Regions from separate parts of the Mus musculus genome. Here regions 1, 2, 3, 4, 6 and 7 are each linked to region 5. Evidence: chromatin contacts called from public HiChIP or PLAC-seq and promoter capture Hi-C data. All regions are on one chromosome and are shown on one strand. Each heading gives the region's core, a stretch centred on a gene start, on an enhancer-like site or on the middle of the called end of the contact. The rest is flanking DNA. Distances are from core to core; before and after follow the strand shown.

Evidence for each region. Promoter capture Hi-C pulls out the DNA fragments that hold promoters and counts their contacts. HiChIP or PLAC-seq counts read pairs in DNA pulled down with a chosen protein or histone mark.
Region 1: a contact with region 5 is called in a promoter capture Hi-C map of embryonic stem cells, with 4 times the contacts expected there. The contact joins the promoter of Rapgef4 here to the promoter of Dlx1 in region 5. A contact is called at or near these places in 9 of 39 promoter capture datasets (the C10 cell line, cranial neural crest, embryonic stem cells and 5 more) and 2 of 115 datasets of contacts at active chromatin or transcription factors (both in embryonic stem cells).
Region 2: an H3K4me3 HiChIP or PLAC-seq map of embryonic forebrain shows a contact between it and region 5, with 2.4 times the contacts expected there. The contact joins the enhancer-like site here to the promoter of Dlx1 in region 5. A contact is called at or near these places in 18 of 39 promoter capture datasets (the 3T3-L1 cell line, 3T3-L1-derived adipocytes, the HPC-7 cell line and 13 more), 1 of 484 Hi-C or Micro-C datasets (bone marrow-derived macrophages), 5 of 115 datasets of contacts at active chromatin or transcription factors (craniofacial prominence, embryonic basal ganglia, embryonic forebrain and 2 more) and 3 of 9 other capture datasets (adipose tissue, embryonic trunk and pancreatic islet).
Region 3: a contact with region 5 is called in an H3K4me3 HiChIP or PLAC-seq map of bone marrow-derived macrophages, with 4 times the contacts expected there. The contact joins the enhancer-like site here to the promoter of Dlx1 in region 5. A contact is called at or near these places in 9 of 39 promoter capture datasets (the 3T3-L1 cell line, the HPC-7 cell line, embryonic stem cells and 4 more), 1 of 484 Hi-C or Micro-C datasets (bone marrow-derived macrophages), 9 of 115 datasets of contacts at active chromatin or transcription factors (bone marrow-derived macrophages, craniofacial prominence, embryonic forebrain and 5 more) and 4 of 9 other capture datasets (adipose tissue, embryonic stem cells, liver and 1 more).
Region 4: an H3K4me3 HiChIP or PLAC-seq map of embryonic stem cells shows a contact between it and region 5, with 2.8 times the contacts expected there. The contact joins the promoter of Cybrd1 here to the promoter of Dlx1 in region 5. A contact is called at or near these places in 1 of 39 promoter capture datasets (the C10 cell line), 1 of 15 datasets of contacts at CTCF or cohesin (embryonic stem cells), 8 of 115 datasets of contacts at active chromatin or transcription factors (bone marrow-derived macrophages, embryonic limb bud, embryonic stem cells and 2 more) and 1 of 9 other capture datasets (adipose tissue).
Region 6: a contact with region 5 is called in a promoter capture Hi-C map of embryonic stem cells. The contact joins the promoter of Pdk1 here to the promoter of Dlx1 in region 5. A contact is called at or near these places in 13 of 39 promoter capture datasets (the C10 cell line, the HPC-7 cell line, cranial neural crest and 7 more), 3 of 484 Hi-C or Micro-C datasets (bone marrow-derived macrophages, cardiomyocytes and embryonic stem cells), 6 of 115 datasets of contacts at active chromatin or transcription factors (the 230-238 cell line, the SCID.adh cell line, embryonic stem cells and 2 more) and 3 of 9 other capture datasets (adipose tissue, embryonic tail and pancreatic islet).
Region 7: a contact with region 5 is called in an H3K4me3 HiChIP or PLAC-seq map of embryonic basal ganglia, with 3 times the contacts expected there. The contact joins the enhancer-like site here to the promoter of Dlx1 in region 5. A contact is called at or near these places in 20 of 39 promoter capture datasets (the 3T3-L1 cell line, 3T3-L1-derived adipocytes, the C10 cell line and 12 more), 2 of 484 Hi-C or Micro-C datasets (bone marrow-derived macrophages and cortical neurons), 18 of 115 datasets of contacts at active chromatin or transcription factors (the NIH/3T3 cell line, T-cell acute lymphoblastic leukemia, VIP interneurons and 11 more) and 3 of 9 other capture datasets (adipose tissue, liver and pancreatic islet).

The regions. Positions count from the first base shown.
Region 1 is chr2:71,979,805-71,982,600 of GRCm38.p6, forward strand. Rapgef4 (Rap guanine nucleotide exchange factor (GEF) 4) reads left to right here and starts at 1,411. Exons shown (of 31, transcript NM_001204165.1): 1 at 1,411-1,547. The coding sequence starts at 1,483.
Region 2 is chr2:71,191,246-71,193,948 of GRCm38.p6, forward strand. No RefSeq gene overlaps it. Among named protein-coding and RNA genes, the nearest start is that of Dync1i2, 19 kb to the right of the region's middle. Within about 2 kb of position 1,351, at least 11 of the 459 cell types and tissues checked have an H3K27ac peak or open chromatin away from gene starts, as enhancers often do. A contact at or near this core is called in embryonic forebrain, where this site is marked.
Region 3 is chr2:71,842,156-71,844,855 of GRCm38.p6, forward strand. Itga6 (integrin alpha 6) reads left to right here. Exons shown (of 26, transcript NM_008397.4): 20 at 974-1,147. Among named protein-coding and RNA genes, the nearest start is that of Pdk1, 30 kb to the right of the region's middle. Within about 2 kb of position 1,381, at least 52 of the 459 cell types and tissues checked have an H3K27ac peak or open chromatin away from gene starts, as enhancers often do. A contact at or near this core is called in the HPC-7 cell line, adipose tissue, bone marrow-derived macrophages and 1 more, where this site is marked.
Region 4 is chr2:71,116,623-71,119,342 of GRCm38.p6, forward strand. Cybrd1 (cytochrome b reductase 1) reads left to right here and starts at 1,432. Exons shown (of 4, transcript NM_028593.2): 1 at 1,432-1,690. The coding sequence starts at 1,498.
Region 5 is chr2:71,528,194-71,530,893 of GRCm38.p6, forward strand. Dlx1 (distal-less homeobox 1) reads left to right here and starts at 1,252. Exons shown (of 3, transcript NM_010053.2): 1 at 1,252-2,113. The coding sequence starts at 1,801. It also overlaps Dlx1as.
Region 6 is chr2:71,871,895-71,874,594 of GRCm38.p6, forward strand. It overlaps Pdk1 (pyruvate dehydrogenase kinase, isoenzyme 1), which reads left to right and starts at 1,330. Exons shown (of 11, transcript NM_172665.5): 1 at 1,330-1,671. The coding sequence starts at 1,476.
Region 7 is chr2:71,159,365-71,162,138 of GRCm38.p6, forward strand. No RefSeq gene overlaps it. Among named protein-coding and RNA genes, the nearest start is that of Gm39576, 5.6 kb to the left of the region's middle. Within about 2 kb of position 1,342, at least 37 of the 459 cell types and tissues checked have an H3K27ac peak or open chromatin away from gene starts, as enhancers often do. A contact at or near this core is called in T-cell acute lymphoblastic leukemia, cortical neurons, embryonic basal ganglia and 3 more, where this site is marked.

The DNA of each region.
Region 1 (2,796 bases), core at 161-2,660, 450 kb after region 5:
GAGCAAGCGTTCAGTAACCTTGAAATGTCCCAATAGCTCAGATACCTTTATAAACAAAAAATATTTAGAAGACATGTCTCCTTCACACCATATAAGATGACACCTTTGGAAGTCTTTATGTGGTATAATATGTTAAGAGATATTTATGGTAAATAATAGAGATTAACGGAATGAAACTCAGCTGAGGGACAAGCCCAGAACAGGGAGTTTCTGCTGAAAACACTTGGTTGTGGGTCTGAAACCAGATCCTGTCTATTGAACATGGGGAAATGGAAAATTTTTCTGGAGAGATTTAAGGTCAAGGTTGTTGTAAGAGAATCAAAGCATCCCAGAAGGCACAGGCTGTTTCCTGCTCCCCAGTCTCCCTGCATCGGCCCTAAATGGGCGGTGTGTGTAGGGACAGTAGCAAATGATCGAGGATAAAGCCCTGTTCCGTTCCACCCATGCCTATTCCTAAGTGTATGTCACAAATATCGAAACAGCGCTTGATAGGAGTCCAACAGATTTAACTTGTCCCCAAATTCCTGAACAACGGTCCATGTAAATTTATTTCTTTTTATTTTTTTATTTTTTGGCAGGGTATAACTGAACGACTTCTAGGCATAACACTTACAGTGAACACCTACAGGAAGACAGGCAGCTGTGGCCACCCTCCGCACTGAACCTGGGAAGAGGAAGGCTGTGGGAGAGTAGAGGCTAACCACCCAAGTTCATGGAGTGCCCAGGAACTTGGCTTCCAGGCCTGAAACCTTAGTTCTGCATGGGTCTCAGGGATATCCCATTCTTAATTGCTTCTTTTTGTCGTGGTTGGGACATGGAGTCCAAGTAAGTCTGAGGTTCAAGGCCAGTGACTTCAGTTTGCACCCCCTTTTAATCCTCTGGTCTCCTGGGTCCTTTGCTTCAGACTGTCTCTGTTTTTCCCAGCCCCCAACGCCCCTCAACCTTCCGAATCATTTATCCTTTGGGGTCCACATCAAGAGACCATGATGTCCCCCACCCCCACCTCATCGCAAGCCTTCCCAGCCCTGCCCTCTCTCATCCCAATTTAAACAGCAGACTGTAAAGGTGAGCTGGGATCAGCTAGCAAGTTTTGACAGCCACCGAGGAGGACTAATGGGTTTCTAAGGAAACGGAGAGGCAGCAGCCATTTTAGTGGCATTTGCTGTACGAAAAATATATAGAGTCTGACATCCCCTCCCCACGCGCAACCGGGTGGCATCGCAGCAGAACTCCCCCTTCTTCCCTCCCCCGAGGTGAGGGTAGACGCGGGCCTGGCGGAGCGGGGCACCTGCCGCAGGTGTCGTGGGGTCGCCGCTCCTGGCGGGCGGGCGGGGCGGCTGGGCTCCCACGCGGGCGCCGCAGTGCAGCGCGGGCCTCGCGCCTGGCCCGCCCCTCGGTCCCCGCCCCGCAGGCCGCGGGAGCCCGCCGGGAGGCGCGCGGGAGGTGGCCGCGGCCCGGGGCCACCGCGCGCTGCTGCCCAACATGGTCGCTGCGCACGCTGCACACTCTCAGTCCTCGGCCGAGTGGATCGCCTGCCTGGATAAAAGGTACGTGGGGTGGGGTGCGGGATCTGGGTCGCGGGGGTCCACTCGTGGGGTGCCACCTGCGGGAGAGCATTCCACGTGCCGGGAACAGAATGCGGCGCCGTGGGGGACAAGGTGCCAGCCTGCCCTGGTCCCCTTCCGCCCCGCTGCGACTCCACGCTCCATTCATGGGTGGGTGGGTGGGTGGTTTCCAATGGGCACTAAGACCAGGGAGGGTACATACATGCGAGCTTCAGGCTGTCCAGACCCTCAGGGAGAATGTCATTTAAGTTTCCAGGAGGGGCGGGGAGAAGGGGGGTATTCATGCAGGTGCAGTCACCTTTTTTGTTTCCGGAAAACCAAGTGTTAGGGACTCAGTGGAGCTGTCAAGTCCCTTGCTGAAATCCACAGCCCTCTTCCCGCGGGCGCTCTCTCAAGGTCTGTGTTAGGAAGGTCACCGGAGGCGTCTTAATCTTCTGCAGAAAAGACCCTCACTCTAAAGAGAAATTTAAACCGCAGAGAGTGCTGGCTCTCGCCAGCCTCTGATGAAGGTGCCGTGGGTGACAACACACTGCAGTTGTTTCTAGGCTCTGTCGGTGGAATTTTCTGTTTGTCCAGATTGCAAATTTAACAGTAAACATTACACAGTATGTTAGCAATTATAGTTTATTACCCTAAGGAGAAAGGTGATGCATCTGAACTTTGAAAGAAACAAGCAAACGCCTTGCAGCGTGACCAGCCTCTGAGTCCCAGAGTTTGGTGCCAAAGGCCAGTGATTCACATCCTTCAGCAATCTGCATGATATCCGAATTGCATTTGTGGGAATTATTTTGTGCTCTGCCATATTGAAAATTTTTCAATGAACAGATTTGTGACCGGATCAAACTTGAGGATCTGAAGAGTGGCCGGCTGTGCCTGTTCCACTATTGTAGGCCTTTGATGGAAAGATATTAACTAACTGAAAAGAGCTAAATGAACTCATTTGAATAACTTAATGTGATAAACATTCTCGATTTTTAGTTACTACACAGTAGCAAGAATATTTTTGGCAGGCATTGCCCCATTTCTGACTAAAATGGTATGTTCTAATATTAGAGAAATTATATGCAGTAAACAGTAAGACAATTGAAGAGATGGTTAAGTCATACAGAATTCTGTGGAGGAATTAAAGGCACATTTAAGCCAAGAGCTTGCTAATGTGATCAGTAATCTAAATTTAATACTTTAGGAAAAGTGAATTATAAAACAAGAGATAATCAGGCGCTTGCACTTA
Region 2 (2,703 bases), core at 101-2,600, 340 kb before region 5:
CACATTGGAGAATGGTATTCTGACTTTAATCTTCTGGATGAAACAATGAACTAATTAGCTGCTCTGAGCCATTGATCTACTTTCCACACCTTTGGGGATCAATTTCACCCAATATGGAATTGAGCCAGCCCTGTGTTCCGCACCCCAGCAGTGACCTCTCTGATTCAAATGTAAAATGCTCTTGCAGATGAAATTCACTAGGACAAAATGTTCAATAGAAAGATTACATTTCCAGTGGGGCAGAAAGATATTTGCCAGCATCTCATTAAGGCTTCGATACAAAGTCTCGGATTTCAATCAGAGCTGAGATAGAATGGCAATAATCCAGGAACGAGACGGAGCTAAGGCTTTGTTTCCCAAAGCATTATGCATTTCTCCCCCCATCTACAATAAAATCTTGAAAAAATTTCCAGGAGAATAGATATGGAAAAGAAATAACCCCGTAGTCATTTTAATGTCAGCTGCTCAACGCGCTCTGTGAAGCCTCCCTAGCCAGATAACTTTGGCTTCCTCTCACTTAAGGGGAAGAAAGGTGACATCATTTACATTTAGCCCAACCCGTGAGAAAGGCTGGCAAATCTCTGCCTCGCGAAGGCAGCAACCATTCTTCCACCTCTGCAGCCCCACCTCCCATCATTAATATGGCCCATCCATTTCCCCACCAGCATTTTATTCTCTACCCCTAGAAGTAATTTACCGACTTAATGGAAATGTGAGAGATTTGCTTTAACAGACTTTATGAATGTAAGCAGAGGTCCCGCTGAACACTTCCCTCTGGAGAGAGGTTATCCTTTGGCCAGAGGGCATTTGTAATAGTTCAGTAATCAAAAAAGATTTGCCTCTTCGGACTTGCTAATTTGCTCAGTCTCTTAAGTAACAAAAGGGTCTAAACTCTGCCTCTCAATTTAAAGCGAGCCGAGCCCGGTAAAAGCTTCCAGCTTAGCAAGAAACCCGAGAATTCACATCTGAGCTTTTAGCCCCATTTCAATTTGTGCAAGCCTAATATCACCAGGGCTTGATTTTGACTGTAGGGAAGGTGTGCCTTTTCCTGGAATTTAGTTCTTTATCCAGGAGGGGGCCGCTTGGGAAGCCTACGGACAGGGCAAACTGCCGCACAGATAAAGCTCGTTTTCCTTGAACGATCAGAATTTTTGAGTACAAAGCAGGTTCCACTGGAAAGTGAAACGTCTGCTGTCAAGTCAGGACTCTGGACTGGGTTTTGATGAGAGGGTAGAAGAAAAAAATCAACCGCATTCTTCCTAAATTGCACGGTTGCATATCAGTCAGGCACAACTGTGTCGCTGAATCCACAGCTGTGTCCGCGGTGTATAGGAAAGTGCCGGGCAGTAGGAGGCTCCGTCAGGACCACTGAATGGGTGACTGTAATTGAGAGGCACCATTGCCATGGTTCAGCCGTGGAGAGAAATGTCCCTTGGCTTCCTGTTGTCTCCCCAGTCCTTGACTAACACTTTTGGGCTGTTTGCATCAGCTCTTCCTGCCTTCAGATGCTGAGTCCGGCTGGAACAGGCTCGCCATACAACTTCATGGAAAAATGTATGGTGATGACTGGGGGTGGGTGGGTGGGAGGTGGGGTGGTCCCTTAACCCAGAAGGCAAGTGGAAGGAGACATTTCTATCTATAATTTTGACAAATAGGCCAAATTGCTAGCACTATTCAAAATTTTTTGGTTGTTTATTATTGTTGTTTTGAGACAGGGTCTCATATAGTCAGGGCTAGCCTCAAACTCACCAAACAGTGGAGGATGACTTTAAGTGCCCGGTCTTCCTGGCTCCACCTTTAAATTGCTGAGTTTGCAGGCCTACACCACCACACTCGGGTGTCTAGAGGGGTTGTCTCACTGTCAGCAAAATCCTTGCCTGACCATGGCTTCATGCTAAGTAGACGGGCAGGTAGGAGAGTGCCTCTACCCAGGTCTAAATGAACTAAACTATCTCCTCTGGAAATATTATCCCATGGATTACTGGATTTTCATCAGGCTTCCCTCGCCCCTCCCAAATATGACGAGAGACGAAGACAACCACAGTTGGCTTGTTAGCATGTAGAAAGAATGACAGCTAAGAATAGAACACATTTAAGGAGCTGGATGTGGCTAGCTGATGGAAATAGAAGCAAGGTGATGTCCCTTTCCAAGCAGTCATCATGTCTGTTAACATTCTTCCAGAAACATCTTGGTGGTCCTAATACAAGTTTCCTCAGCATTGTCTGAGCTCCAGCCAAGGACTTTTACCTGGCCTGTCTCATGGCAGATTGGCATATTTACTTTCATATTAAACTCTTTCAAGGACCGAAACATAATGAAGAACTCCCAGATAAGAGTACTACTTTGTAGACTATGACTTCCGTAGACAGTTCAGTTGGTAAAGTGCTCGCTGTGTAAGAGCTAAGACCTGAGTTCCATCACCAGCACCATCATCAGTGCCAGGCATGGTTATCCTAGAGCTCTGGAGACATAGATAGCAATTCCCTGGGGCTCACTGGTCAGCCAGTCTAACCCACTTGATATGCTCCAGACCAGTTACAGACGTCTTGAAAATAAATAAGTAAATGAGCAAATGAACAAATAAGTGGATGGCTAGTGACTGGGGAATGACACCTGAAGTTGTCCTGTGGTCCCCTCACATGCTTGCACATACATGTATCCACAGTCACCCACCCATACATACACACATATGCCTCACACAG
Region 3 (2,700 bases), core at 131-2,630, 310 kb after region 5:
TCAGGGTCTGTAAAACAAAGAAAAAGGCCTAAGTAATTCGTTCTTTGTTAGAAAGTCATCTTCTGATGCCCTTGGCTGAAGGAATACTCTCGTTTACTTCCCTCTCACCAAGCCCAATTTTTTAGTGGTGAAAGTAGACTTGGTATTTGCCAGCAAAGGAGGCAGATGGGTGATAGGCTCAGAGTGGGCAACCACAGTGACTTTGGGTCCAGCTTAACAAACTGGACATGGACTGTGGTGTCTGCCTTATGCCTCGTATGGATTTGGGTCTGCATAGTGCAAATGAGTTCCTAAATGCCGGTGAGCATTGAGCTTAAAGCCTGAAATGGCAAGAGTGGCCGTGGCCCTAAGCCAGCACTCTAAAGAGGCAAGGTCTCCCCAGGAAGGCTGGCTGACCTGAGCGCTATGCAGTCAGGAAGATGGGGATCGGAACTGTGCTCAGTAGTGCAGGTAGGCCACTCTGCCCTCTCACTCTGGGCCTCTGTTGTAGAAAGCTACTCTGACCCCAGCACTGGCTCTGAGCTGTCATGCAGTTCTCCATAACCTTTCCTGTGTGGCTGATGGCAGAGGCAGCTTCATTTTCACAGTAGGGAGGTTTTCCAGAAGCAGGATATGGGTGCCTGGGCCATAGCAGAGGCTTTGCCATCTGCCAGGCAGGGTGCTCACTGAACAATCCACAAACAAGCCCGGGACTTTGCCTGTGCTGACGGGAACATGCCATAACTGCATAAGGTAGTTACTTGTGGATTGAGCAGGCAATCCTTCCTCTTTGACCATTTTCCCCTTCTATTTTTATGACAAAAATCTTCTAATTACTACTGACTATTTCGCAAGCTCTGTTCCTGATCCGTTTGTGGGATTTGTGCTTCCTTGTAGGTTTATGCTGGGAATTTAGCCTATGGGCAATAGGATGTGCTACTTAATTTTGCCATAAAAGGATGATATTATATCGATATACGTTGTTTTCCGACAGGTGATTAACTTAGGCAAGCCTCTTAAAAACCTCGGCACAGCAACCTTGAATATACAGTGGCCCAAGGAGATTAGCAATGGCAAATGGTTGCTTTATTTGATGAAAGTTGAATCCAAAGGTTTGGAGCAGATTGTTTGTGAGCCACACAATGAAATAAACTACCTGAAGCTGAAGGTATGCTGACGGTTTTCCTGCATGCCCCCTCCCCCTCCCCACATCCCCTATCCCCCCCCTCCCCCAGAGTGAGTGGGGTAGGCTCGACTCTGCTCAGGAAGCTGCACTGTGGCGTGCTGACTTTTTCTGTGGGTGTCACAGTTTCCTCATTTATGACTGAGTTAGCCAGTGGGACAGAAGCGGTTTCGCTGATGCATGACTGTTATGGAACATCCACTTGTTGGGGCGAAGGACATTTTCTAAAGTGTTATGACCCAATAAGCTGTGTAAGGAGAACATGCCCCGGGGAGGAAGCAGTGGACATAAGCTGCACAGAGCGTCAGGAAGGCACAGCCAAGGCCTTTGTACTGAGGCAGACGACCTTGAACACTTGCAATCTTATTAATAGTAAGTGTTCATCGAGTCCCTTACTGTGTCACTGCCAGGCCAAGCACTGTGTATATTCTCTTGAGAATTTTGAGATAGTTTTTACTATCTCCCCCTTCCCCACAATGAATGCCCTGAGACATTAAGTACCCTCAAAATGGCACAGCTCTTAAGAGAGAGGTGGATTCTGCATAAGCACCCACCGACTTCGAAGCCTAATCCCTCTACTGCAGCACACTTACATAACTAGCCCAGGTGAGTGAGTTCCAGTGTGGTAGATGGCTGCTCTTTTTCTTTTAAATTCTTAGGGTTTTTGCTGTTGTTTAGTTGGGGTTTTTGTTGTTGTTGTTTTGAGACAAGGTTTCTCTGGGTCGCCCTGGCTGTCCTGGAACTCACCAGGTTGGCCTCAAACTTAGAGATCCCTCTGTCTCTGTCTCCCAAGTGCTGGGATTAAAGACATGAACCACTATGCCTGGCTTGGCTGTTTATTTTTGAGGCAGGTCTTATGTAGCCCAGGCTGGCCTTGAACTTTTGGGGTAACCAGAAATGACCTTGACATCTTGATTCTCCAGCCACTACCTCCCAAGTGCTGGTATTACATCGTGTGCTGCTGCGCCCATACGTGCTAGGCTAGGCTAGGCTAGGCTAGGCTAGGCTCAAACCCAGGGCTTCATGCATTCTAGGCAAGCATCCTGCTAGTTCAGCTACATCTCCAGCCCTCTTATTTTAAATTCCAAAGTGACTGTATAGTCGCAGATTTACAGCTTGCTCCTTGACTCAGCAACACTGAAAAACATACTGGCCTGTTATTTTTATTCTTAAGTATAAGTTGACTATCCCTTTCTAAGCAATCCTAAATGCAAAAATGCTGTAAAGATTGCTCATAGGAGAGACTCACCTTGTATAAGGAAGACATAATGCTAAAAGTTCTTATCTGTCTTAGTCTTCAATGCTCCTCTCTATGTTGATCATACAAAGGGCCTTGTGCTTTCCTGTTGTTCTTCATGGCTTCTTTTCATTATTCCATATGTGCTGACTCTCTCTGATGTGGTGGACATGGGGCTGAATGCTGGGGTAGGGTAGATCTCTGGTTTCTGATCTACTGACTAACAGTTTGATGCTGTGTATTGTGGTTGAGTGGAGAGACAGGAACTGAGGAGGTGTCTTTCTTTCCCCGAGTTTCAGTA
Region 4 (2,720 bases), core at 182-2,681, 410 kb before region 5:
ATCACACTTAGTGACAAGTGCCTTTACCTACTGAACTAGCCCTCAAAACCTATAATTGGAAAAACCATTCCTTGATGAGCAGGCACATATGCACATGTGTGTGCTCACGTGTGCACATGCGCACACACAGGTGTGCACACACAGAGACACACTCGCGCGAGCTTTGCGCGCGCGCGCGCGCGCACACACACACACACACACACACACACACACACACACACACACACTACCTTTCCTGTGTTTTGTAAGGTCTCTAAGGGCTAGAGGGAGCATTCCCAAATGCACTTTGGAAGCCGAGGCATCCAGCACCCTTTTCCTCTGATAGTGATGCTCAATGTCTCACCTAGAAGGGCAAGGATAACGGAAAAGGACAGGAAGCCAGTGTCTCTTCATCAAGTTAAGTCACTCAGGGAGGTTTAAGGTCTAGGCTCACATTGGTTTGAGCAGGCAGACATCTTTAAACTCATTTTAGCACACTCCAGGCAAGTCCAGGGCTGTGACTGCCTGTCTTCCCTGGCGCAACTGCAAGTTGCAGGTGGCTTATATTCTGTTATTTCTGTCTTTTCCAGCTGTTATTGTTACTATTTTTGATATCGGATAGCATGTACCTCAGGCTGGCTTCACACTCTCCATGTAACTGGGGATGATATTAAACATCTGATCCTCCTGCCTCTACTTTTCCCATGGTAAAATTATAAGGGGTGTGTCACTTCTAAGGACTGTTCTAAGGACTGTGCCCAGGTCTTTGTGCGCGCTAGGCAAACCTAAGTAAGACCAATTTAGCTGCGCTTTCAGCCTTCTCTTTCTCTCTTCTCTGTTTTGATGTTGAGGCAGGCTTTCTATAGCGGTCTGGTCTGGAACTCTCTATGTAGCTTAGAGTGGTTTTACACTTGTGGCTATCCTCCCGCCTCAGCTTTCTGAATGTTGGGGTCACAGGTGAGCTCCACTACACTCTCATCCCTACAGGTGCTTCCTTACACGGTAAGGCCAAGTCCACTGCTGCCCTCAGCAGCAGACCCTCTGGGGGGTCAGGAAGCCTGGATAACTACAACCGCAGGCTTCACCACTTTCAGTGAATCTGTCTCTGGTGACAAAGAGTGTGTACCACCGCCCTCCACAAGAATAAGGAAACAAGGCGCATAGAGTTGAAGCAAAGTGGTAGGCTTGAGCTCCTGGGCGCTGTCTTGGTGAGGAACTGACTCACACTCAAGGAGGTTGGATGCTTCTTCAGGTGGTGGCCACCACGGCAGCCAGAGCTCACGGTGCAGCCGCGTGATCGGGGGTGGAGGATGGGGGATAAGGGGTGGGACCGTCTGGAGCTTGGGCCCGCGGCACCCCCGGGAGGCCCCACAGCCTGTTACCCTAAGAAAGCCCCTCCCCACGGGCGGAGACGGCGCCGAGAAGTCGCCGCCCCGGCCCCACCGCCGGGCCAGTACCCCGAGGCCACGGCCGCAACACCAAGTTCTCCAGCAGGCTGTCGTGGAGCATGGGGTGCTGATGGCCATGGAGGGCTACCGGGGCTTCCTGGGGCTGCTGGTGTCCGCGCTGCTCGTGGGCTTCCTGTCGGTGATCTTCGTGCTCATCTGGGTCCTGCACTTCCGAGAGGGGCTTGGCTGGAACGGCAGCGGGCTCGAGTTTAACTGGCACCCGGTGCTCGCGGTGACCGGCTTCGTCTTCATCCAGGGCATCGGTACTGGGATCCTCGAGGGGGTTGGTGGGGTCACTGCGCGATGGGACCCGGGACGCCGTCGTGGATTCCAAGGAATTCATGAAACTAGGGAAAGTTACTCAGGTGGGCAGGGCCTGCGCAGTCAGGGACGCGAAACCCCAGCTTCGGTGAGGCTGGCCTTTGAACTTGCTTCAGGTCTCCTAGGCGGGGAGCTCAAGTCTCCGCGCAGCATCGTCAGTTGGTGCCTCTCCATCCTTTCCCCTGTCCTGTTCTTTCCTCCGGAGTTCTGGGCACCTCCATCAGTCACCGGCTGCTGCCTGGCTGCGCTCCATTTGTTGATGTGGCGAAAGTTCCTTGGCGGAGTTTTGTGGTCTTGAATCTGACAGGGAGATGAAAGCTGAGAGTGGCCCCAAGGGACCGCTGGACGCCCGGGATCCATCTATCTCTCTCTCTCTCTCTCTCTCTCTCTCTCTCTCTCTCTCTCTCTCTCTCCCCCTGCAATTCTACTCTTCATCTTCACTGTCTTCTTCAGCTAATGGGGCACCGCACGTTTCACTTTTCCAAAAAGGCGGTGACAGCGAGAATGCATTCAGAAAAGCCAAGCTGTTGTGCTGGGCTTGCTTAGCACAAACTGTTTGAGAGGCTCGGAACAGGTTCTAGCAGCCTGGCTTCTGAACAGGCCTCCTCTTCTTCACCAATACTAAAAGTCCCACAAATGAGCAAACAGAAGCACTGGCTTCGTTCCTAAAGAAAAATGTGTGTGTGTGTGTGTGTGTGTGTGTGTGTGTGTGTTGCACCCCCCGCCCTCCCCCCCCAACCCCGCGCATGCTTTAAACCGGTGCTACGGCCTCCAGCAAGAGTGGTCAGCCTTCTTCCATGGGAATCTGGAGAAGGTAATACTAATGCTGAGCTACTGTGGTGTGAGGTAGGCATCCAAGCCATTTCGCTGCAGAGTTCCCAGCTATTTGGCCACTACCCTAAAATGAGAAAAACATATCCAGGTTCTAAAGTTCCAACCACCAGAAGCACTCTTTCCATCACGGTGGAGCGC
Region 5 (2,700 bases), core at 2-2,501:
AGCTCAGGCCAGATCAAATCCCCGGGCTGTTTAACGCTGAAAGGCTGCATGTTGCTATTAGTGTTAAATATATGGCTAATTATGCGTATGAAAATTAAACATCAGTGTTATGCTAATGGGGCGCCTTCAGCTGCGGATCTGAGCACTTGAGACTACCATTTAATCAAATGAATCAGTAACTAATACGTGTGCACGTGTGAACTTTCACAAGATCATTTCCCCCGGTCCCCGTCACACCGCTAAATTATGAAAGAAATAATTATCAACACTTTCTAATTACCTAACAAAGTAATTTGGGATTCATCGTGGGGCTGGCGGGATTGGGAACCAACAGTCCCTAGCAACCAGCGTAGTTTGCGCCACGCGAGGTGGTGTGTGGTAGTAGTGGGGGGGTGGAGTGCGAGAGAATCTTTTGTGCACTTTTCAACACTTGCACCCAGATGGTAGACAGCGCGCTTTGGCAGCTCTTTCCTTCACCAGCTTCCCCACCTCACCCCCGGGCCCGGAGGCTCCAGCTTTGGCCACTGGAGGTGAGGAAGAGATCGGGCGACAGAGAGGGGCATATCTAAACACAAATATTCAAGCCTACCACTGATCAGGATTTGCTGAGGGTGTCGGTGTCTCCCTAGGACTCCCAAACCCCAAGTACTCTGGCCAGACCCCAGGAGGTCGGAAAATGACCACCTGGCAGGAGTTCGATGCACCAGCCACCAGGCGACTGCGGGCCCTCAGGACTCCACGCTGAGCCGCGCCCTCGGGGCGAGTGAGCCCGGGGCTCGTGGCTCAGGGGGAGTGGAGAGGGGAGGGGGAGGCAGGAAGGTTGGGAGGGAAAGGAGGGGGGAGGCGGTGCGGCCGCCTTTCCTGGGTGGAGAAGCGTGGGTTCCTGGCTCTCCACGCGCACTGCTTTGATCAGACCCGTGCAGCCTCGAGCTGGAGTGGCCAGCTGGGCCTGGAGAGATGCGAGCAAGCCCCTGGGAACGGTGGCAACGGCGGGGCGGCGGCCGAGTGAGTGAGTTGGGCCAGAGGGCCCCCAAACCCAGATCCCCGGGATGTGGCCGAGAGAACCCCAACCTGGGAGGCGCGGCCTGGAGCGCGCTGAGCTAGGCACAAGACGCTCAGAAGGACCGCTGGCTGCAGGCTACCTGGGTTGTCGCCCAGTGCGCGACTCCGCGATCCAGAGACCGCGGCCGGACTCTGGAGCGGCGCTCCGCACCGGACTAGGTGACCTCAAGAAGAAGTGGTCCGGGGTCCCAGGCGTTGGGGGCGGGCGAAGGGTGGGGACAGCAAGGGGGAGGGCGACGGCAGGGCGCGGCTGGTTGGTTTCTGGGGCGGGAAGCGCGCGAGGGAGGCGGGAGGCTGGAGTCGCGCGCCTTCGAGGTTCCTGCGCGGACGCCGCAGCCCATTGTGCGTCCCGCTCCGCGCGCTCTGTTGCAGAGGAGCCCCGGCCGGGACGTGTGGACCGGATTCTCCCCAGGCCGGGCCGCGTCGCCCGCTCTAGTCCAGCCGAGCCCGAGCTTCTCGGACCAATCCCCGGTGATTATGCAAGAGAGCCGACCAATCAGCTCCACCAGCTCATGAATATTTATGACCTTGGCTGAGTCAAAGCTTTGAACCGAGTTTGGGGAGCTCGGCAGCATCATGCTTAGACTTTTCAAAGAGACAAACTCCATTTTCTTATGAATGGAAAGTGAAAACCCCTGTTCCGCTTAAATTGGGTTCCTTCCTGTCCTGAGAAACATAGAGACCCCCAAAAGGGAAGCAGAGGAGAGAAAGACCCACACCCAGACCCCGCGAGAAGAGATGACCATGACCACCATGCCAGAAAGTCTCAACAGCCCCGTGTCGGGCAAGGCTGTGTTTATGGAGTTTGGGCCGCCCAACCAGCAAATGTCTCCTTCTCCCATGTCCCACGGGCACTACTCCATGCACTGTTTACACTCGGCGGGCCATTCGCAGCCCGACGGTGCCTACAGTTCGGCCTCATCCTTCTCCCGACCGCTGGGCTACCCCTACGTCAACTCGGTCAGCAGCCACGCGTCCAGCCCCTACATCAGTTCCGTGCAGTCCTACCCCGGCAGCGCCAGCCTCGCCCAGAGCCGCCTGGAGGACCCAGGTACGTGCGCTTGCCAGGGACAAGGAGAGAAGGGAAGGAGAATAGGAGAGAGGGGGAGAAGGGGAGGGGGAAAGAGAAAAGACAAGAGAGTGTGGGGTAGAGAGGTGGGTGGGGGTGGGGAAAGCGCGGAAGTAGTAGAGGTTTCGGATATCAATCTGTGGATCCTTGTCACTGAAAAGAAAAAAATTATAAGTCAATTCAATTTACAACTGTCCAGCAAAGGATAAATCCGAGCGCGTCTCCTGGCACTGGCTGGGCCTCTGGGCCGCTCGGTGCGCCGAGCACACAATGCCCTGCTGGAAAACAGAAACCCACATGTGCACGTATTAGTCTCGGTAATTATTTATTGCGTAGCGCTATAAACAATGTATGCAATTAAGGGTAATTAAACCTCAACTACCGCCTGCAAAAAATAGCAAACTTTCTCTGCAAAGGCAATAGCTGCGCTCTTGGGAACGACCCAATTCTGTCTGCAGCAGCCAGGGACGTGCGCTCGGACCTTGAGGGACCTTCGCAGTCTTTCAGGGTTTCTTGAACGTTCTTTTCCGGACCCTACTTCTGCCAACCCATCCATAGACATTCATTCT
Region 6 (2,700 bases), core at 80-2,579, 340 kb after region 5:
CTTTTGTTTCCATGCGGACAATATCCCCGCTTTGTGCTACACACAGTTTGTTGGATACAGAATAACAGCTTTCTTTAAAGGGACTCTGATCTAATTTCTGTTTTTCTGTGTATGTTGGGGGAGGGTGGGCAGGTATTTGTTTCTTTGTTTTCAGATAGGAGTCAGAATAACAGGCTGGCATGATTTCGGATGACCTTAGAATTCTCACCTCCCACATTGCTGCTTCCACTTGCAGATCGCTGAAATTATAAACCTGGGCCAACACAATGTGGGGGGGTGGGGTGGGGGGGGTTGCTTTTGTTTTTTCTTTCCTTGTGCTGGGGATGAAACGCAGGGCTTTGGATATGAGCTACATCCCAGACTTCATGATTTGTGTTTTTTCAAAACCCAATAGCGAGCGGGGCAGTGGTGGCGCATGCCTTTAATTCCAGCACTTGGGAGGCAGAGGCAGGTGGATTTCTGGGTTCGAGGCCAGCATGGTCTACAGAGCGAGTTCCAGGACAGTCACGGCTATACAGAGAAACCCTGTCTCATAAAACATAAACAAAACCAAAACAAAACCCAAAAGCGACCAGCATGGAGCTATGAAGTGTTATTCGGTGTGTATTCTACATAATTGATAAACTTCACACGTGGCAGGATAGTTTTCTTGCACCTAAGACACAGCAAATGTTAGGGTAGTTGGATGGGGACTTTACAGTGTTCAGAAGACAGACGTGATTTTCGTGGGGTTAGATATTAAATATGTTCTAATTCTACATTCACTATCTCTATACATTGAAAAGATGGAGCAGGCACATTGTAACTCTAAGATGAGTTAACAGAAAAAGAGCGAGTAGTCTTTAAGTACTGTGGCAATATTGCTTGCATAAAGTGTTTCAACGCGCTCTTCCCGGGACTTTCGTTGCTGTGGAATTCTTTAGAGCCACACCCCCAAGTTCAACTCTTGTACCACTGTTCGGCTGCACCTGCAAATCAAGGGCTTGCATGATCCAAGGGCAATGAGAACAGGCTCATTGCCAACGATCTCGCACAGCCTAGAGCTTTTCCGCTGAGACTGGGAGGGCGGAGGAAGTACGAAAGGGTGCAAAGGGGTGCAACACAGCGCAAGCTGGATCGTTTAAGCCGGGCTCCCACGGCGGCCACTCGCTCCGGGTGGTTTCAGCTGCACCACACCCCACAAAGCTCAGCAGCGCTCCCTTTTTTTTTTTCTTTCCCCGCCTCCGTCCTCCCAGGGCCCCGCCTACATGGGCGTGTCTTTAACCAGGGGCGGTGGCTAGCGCAGCCTTTCGCCCTCCTCCGTGCTGTCCGTGCTCCGCCTACGGGGGCGTGGTTCCAGCGAGGGGGCGGTGGCCGCAGCGCTGACAGCAGCTCCCCGCCCCCGCGGCCAGCCACGTCCCGCACGTAGCGCCCGGGCAGCGGCATACAGCCGCAGGTTGGCGCCCGGAGCTCCGGCTCCTCCGGCGGGGCTCGGTATGAGGCTGGCAAGGCTGCTGCGGGGCGGCACGAGCGTCAGGCCGCTCTGCGCCGTCCCCTGCGCCAGCCGTAGCCTGGCCTCGGCCTCGGCCTCGGGTTCCGGGCCGGCGTCGGAGCTTGGCGTTCCGGGCCAGGTGGACTTCTATGCGCGCTTCTCGCCGTCGCCACTCTCCATGAAGCAGTTCCTGGACTTCGGTGAGGGCGGCCGCTGGGCCGTCGGGCCTCTGTGCACGGGCCCCGTCCTCCCAGGCGCACCCCTCCTCCTCCCTCGTGTCGCCCCCCCTGCGTCTTAGGTGCTTCCTTCCTCCTCGGAGGGAGCGGGCGCTGGAAGGCCGGGCACGTAACAGGGACGTGCGACTATAGTGTGTTTAAAAAAAAAAAAAAAACTACAAACCCAAAAAAACAAAGCAGGGGGCCCGCGGCTGCAGCCTTCCGCGCACGTGCGTAGGTGCGCGCTTGGGGACCTGGTGTCTTTGGGGATGCCTTGCTCAGGTTCAAGGCCAGGGCTCAAACTGCTTCGAGGGTGGTGTTCTGCAGAGGCGAGATCGGTGCCAGCACAGTGGCGATCGTTTGGAGTGGCGTGATGGCTGGAAAACAAGTTACTACTGGCCCAGTGCTTTCCTCGCCAGTGTTTTCACCGAGAGCAAATTCGTTTCAACAGCAGCCAGTCTCAAGCACGTGTAAAGTGCATGGTCTTGTCTGTGTGTAACAGATTGCAGAACTGCAGAATTAGGCCTTTGACTTTTGGCTTCTCATCAGGAGTAATGAGGCGGAAAGGGAAATGCTTAGAATAAACTCTTAACATTGAAATCCGAAAGTTCTGGAGTAGAAAAAGTTATCTTCTGTGTCGTGCTGCCAGGTTATAACATGGTTAGCACGCACGAGAGATTAGTGGTGGGGGTAGGTACTTTATCTTAAAATTGTGGTTTGAAGTGACAGGTGCTTTTCCTTGTGTTTCTTTAGTAAGGGACTATGAAAGGCCCCCGTTTTGTGTGTGTGTTTTGCTTTTATTTGTGAATGCCTGTACTGTGGTGTAGCAATGTTCACCTTGTTCATGAATACGCTATTAAACTTTGGCAAGATGCTTTCCTTAATAATACTGCTACTGTTGACAAGATAGTTTTCTGCTAAGGTTCCATCTGCGAGGTCCACTTAGTTTCAAATGGATTGCTGAAATGTGACTTTTTTAGTTCAAGTGAAGGTGCTTGCCAGGGGAGGGACACT
Region 7 (2,774 bases), core at 92-2,591, 370 kb before region 5:
ACATGTTACTCCGACAACTTTTGAGAGGAAATAAGAATTCTCTGTCTCTCTCTGTCTCTCTGTCTCTGTCTGTCTCTCTGTCTCTCTGTCTCTCTCTCTCTCCTCATTCAATAGGATCTTAACATATAGCTCAGGCTGTCTCAAACTTGGGATCCTCCTGCCTCCACCTCCCAAGCACTTGAGATTAGAATTCACCACCAAGCTAGATGAGAGACTTAAGCAGACATCTCATTGGTTTTCGAGGTCACAAAACCATGTCGCACAGTGTTCTGCAGCAGAGCTTACTTCTGAGTAGCTGCCCTTGTGCATGCTTTAGGGAGGACAGAGAACAGTCTTGTGTGTCGACTCGAGCTTTCCACCTTGTTAAGAAGGGTCCACCTTGTGTGTGCTGCCATGCTCTGTACTCCAGACTGACTGGCCTACAAGTGTCCTGGCAACTCTCCCATCTATGCCTGTCATCTCAACATAGAAAAGCTGGGGCTGCAGCTGTGCATTGAAGCCTAACTTCCCTTCACCTGCATAAAGTCTCAGACCTCACTTCTAATTTCCATCCAAGTCTTGTCCAGTTTTTTCTGTCCCTTATCCTAGGAAGGAGGACTATTAGTCAGAGTTCTCTGGTGGAACAGAATTGATGGAGTGAGTCTATATTAAAGGGGGATTTGTTATATAGGCTTTCATATGGTCTGGATAGGATAGTCCAGCCATGGTTATCTTCCGGGGGCGGGGGCGGGGGCGGGGGCGGGGGCTGAGAACCAATCGCTGCTCAGTCTCAGAGGCTGGGGTCTAGCAGTCACGATCTGCTCTGAAGACCTATGTGATTCCCGGAGAACCAGTGAGCTTCAGTCCACATCGGAAGCCTGAAGGTTCGGTGATATTAGTGAAGGGACAAACGCGGCAGCAGCAGCAACAGCAGCAGCATTAACAGGAGGGTAAGTGAACTTGCCAGTGAGACTCAAAGGCGATGGAGCAAAAAGCTTTTCCCCTGGGACTTTGTTTTATCGGGGTTGCCATGGCAAGGTGCTACCCACATTTAGCGTGGCTCTTCCACTTCAGTTAACAGAATCATGAAAACCCATCACAGGTGTGTTCTACCGCTGACGCTTGGTTAGCTGCAGACAAGCTGATAAGATTAACCGTGGCAAGAGACAGAGCACATGAGACACTGTCTTATGAGCCCTGACGTAGAAGCCCCGACAGGCCTGCTAACTCCGCATTTGTTTTCTTGGGGAAATGATTCCACTTCTTGAGATTTAATTGTTTAATGATTTCTGTTGCTTTCCAACATCAGCCTAGCAACCCTTCATTAGTGAGTCTGTGACTCACACTATGACATGATAATTAAACCATTAACCCCTTCATGTCAACCTACACAGTGCTCAGCCAGTTCCAATACTGTAGTGTGCTACAAAGATCACTACCGTCCGTATAGACAGCTAATAGTTGCTCCATTGTGCTGTCTCCATGGCAACTCTGAAATGTCAGCTTCATCTGTGCTATAGGAAACCAAACTGAGGTCCAAGTTGTGAAGTGATTTTTTTTTTTTTTTTTTTTTTTACCAAATATCTCATGAGCTCATAGTGGCAAAATGGTCTTGAAAAAAAATTTTTTTCTAGGATGGGCTAAATTTTGCAGAAAATCTCCTATTAAATTGTTCAGAAAAAGAAATAAGATACATGGGGCTGGTGAGATGGCGCAGCGGGTAAGAGCACTGGCTGCTCTTCCGAAGGTCCTGAGTTCAAATCCCAGCAACTACATGGTGGCTCATAGCCATCCATAATGAGATCTGACACCCTCTTCTGGAGTGTCTGAAGATAACTACGGTGTGCTTACATATAATAAATAAATAAATAAATAAATAAATAAATCTGAAAAAGAGAGAGAGAAAGAAAGAAAAGATACATACAGGAATGCTGAACTCTTTCATTTCTTGTTAATCTAAAAGTATTAGCAAAATAAAAATTTGTTTAAAGCGTAAAAAAGGACATGTGATCTTACAAAATTATACACATCTACCATAGTAAACTATCTTTTATATGAGGGGAGGAGGGCAGTGACTCAGTTGAAAAGTGCTTATCACACAAGCTGGAGGACTTGAGCTTGGATCTCCAGGACCCACAGTTGTTCCTAGTGGTGTCTGCCTGTAACCCAAGTACTGCGGAGACAGGTCCTAGCAGACCCCTGTGGTTCTCCAGGTTCAGCCAGAGACTCTGTCTCAAATGTAAGGTGATATCCGAGTTTAGTTTCTGATGCTGTGACAAGATACTGGCCAACAGCAGCTTGGGGGAGGAAAAGGCTTCTGCCGTGACCGTACCTGATTCAAGGACAGCCAGGGCAGGCGCCTGGAGAATGGAGCTGAAGCACAGGCCGTGGAGGAGAGCCATTTGCTGACTTGCTCAGCCTGCTGGACCCTGGACTGCCTGCCCAGGGCGGCACACTGCCCACAATGCACTGGACCCTCCAGTCAAGAAAATGCCTCTCAGACATGCATACAACCCAGTCTGATGGAGGTGATTCCTAATTGAGTTTCCTGCTTCCTAGGTGACTCTAAGTTTGTGTCAGGGTGACAAAAAAACTGACCAGCACACGTGAAGAGTGATAGAGACAGACCTGATACTGACTTCTGGCTTCCATGTACACTGCACATATATGTGCACACACATAAATACAATATACATAAGCATACAATACACAAAAATCATTAAGCTCTAGGTCCACCAGAGCTTAATGATTAGCAATTGAGTTCCTGATGCTACCGAATTGAGTCCTAACTCATG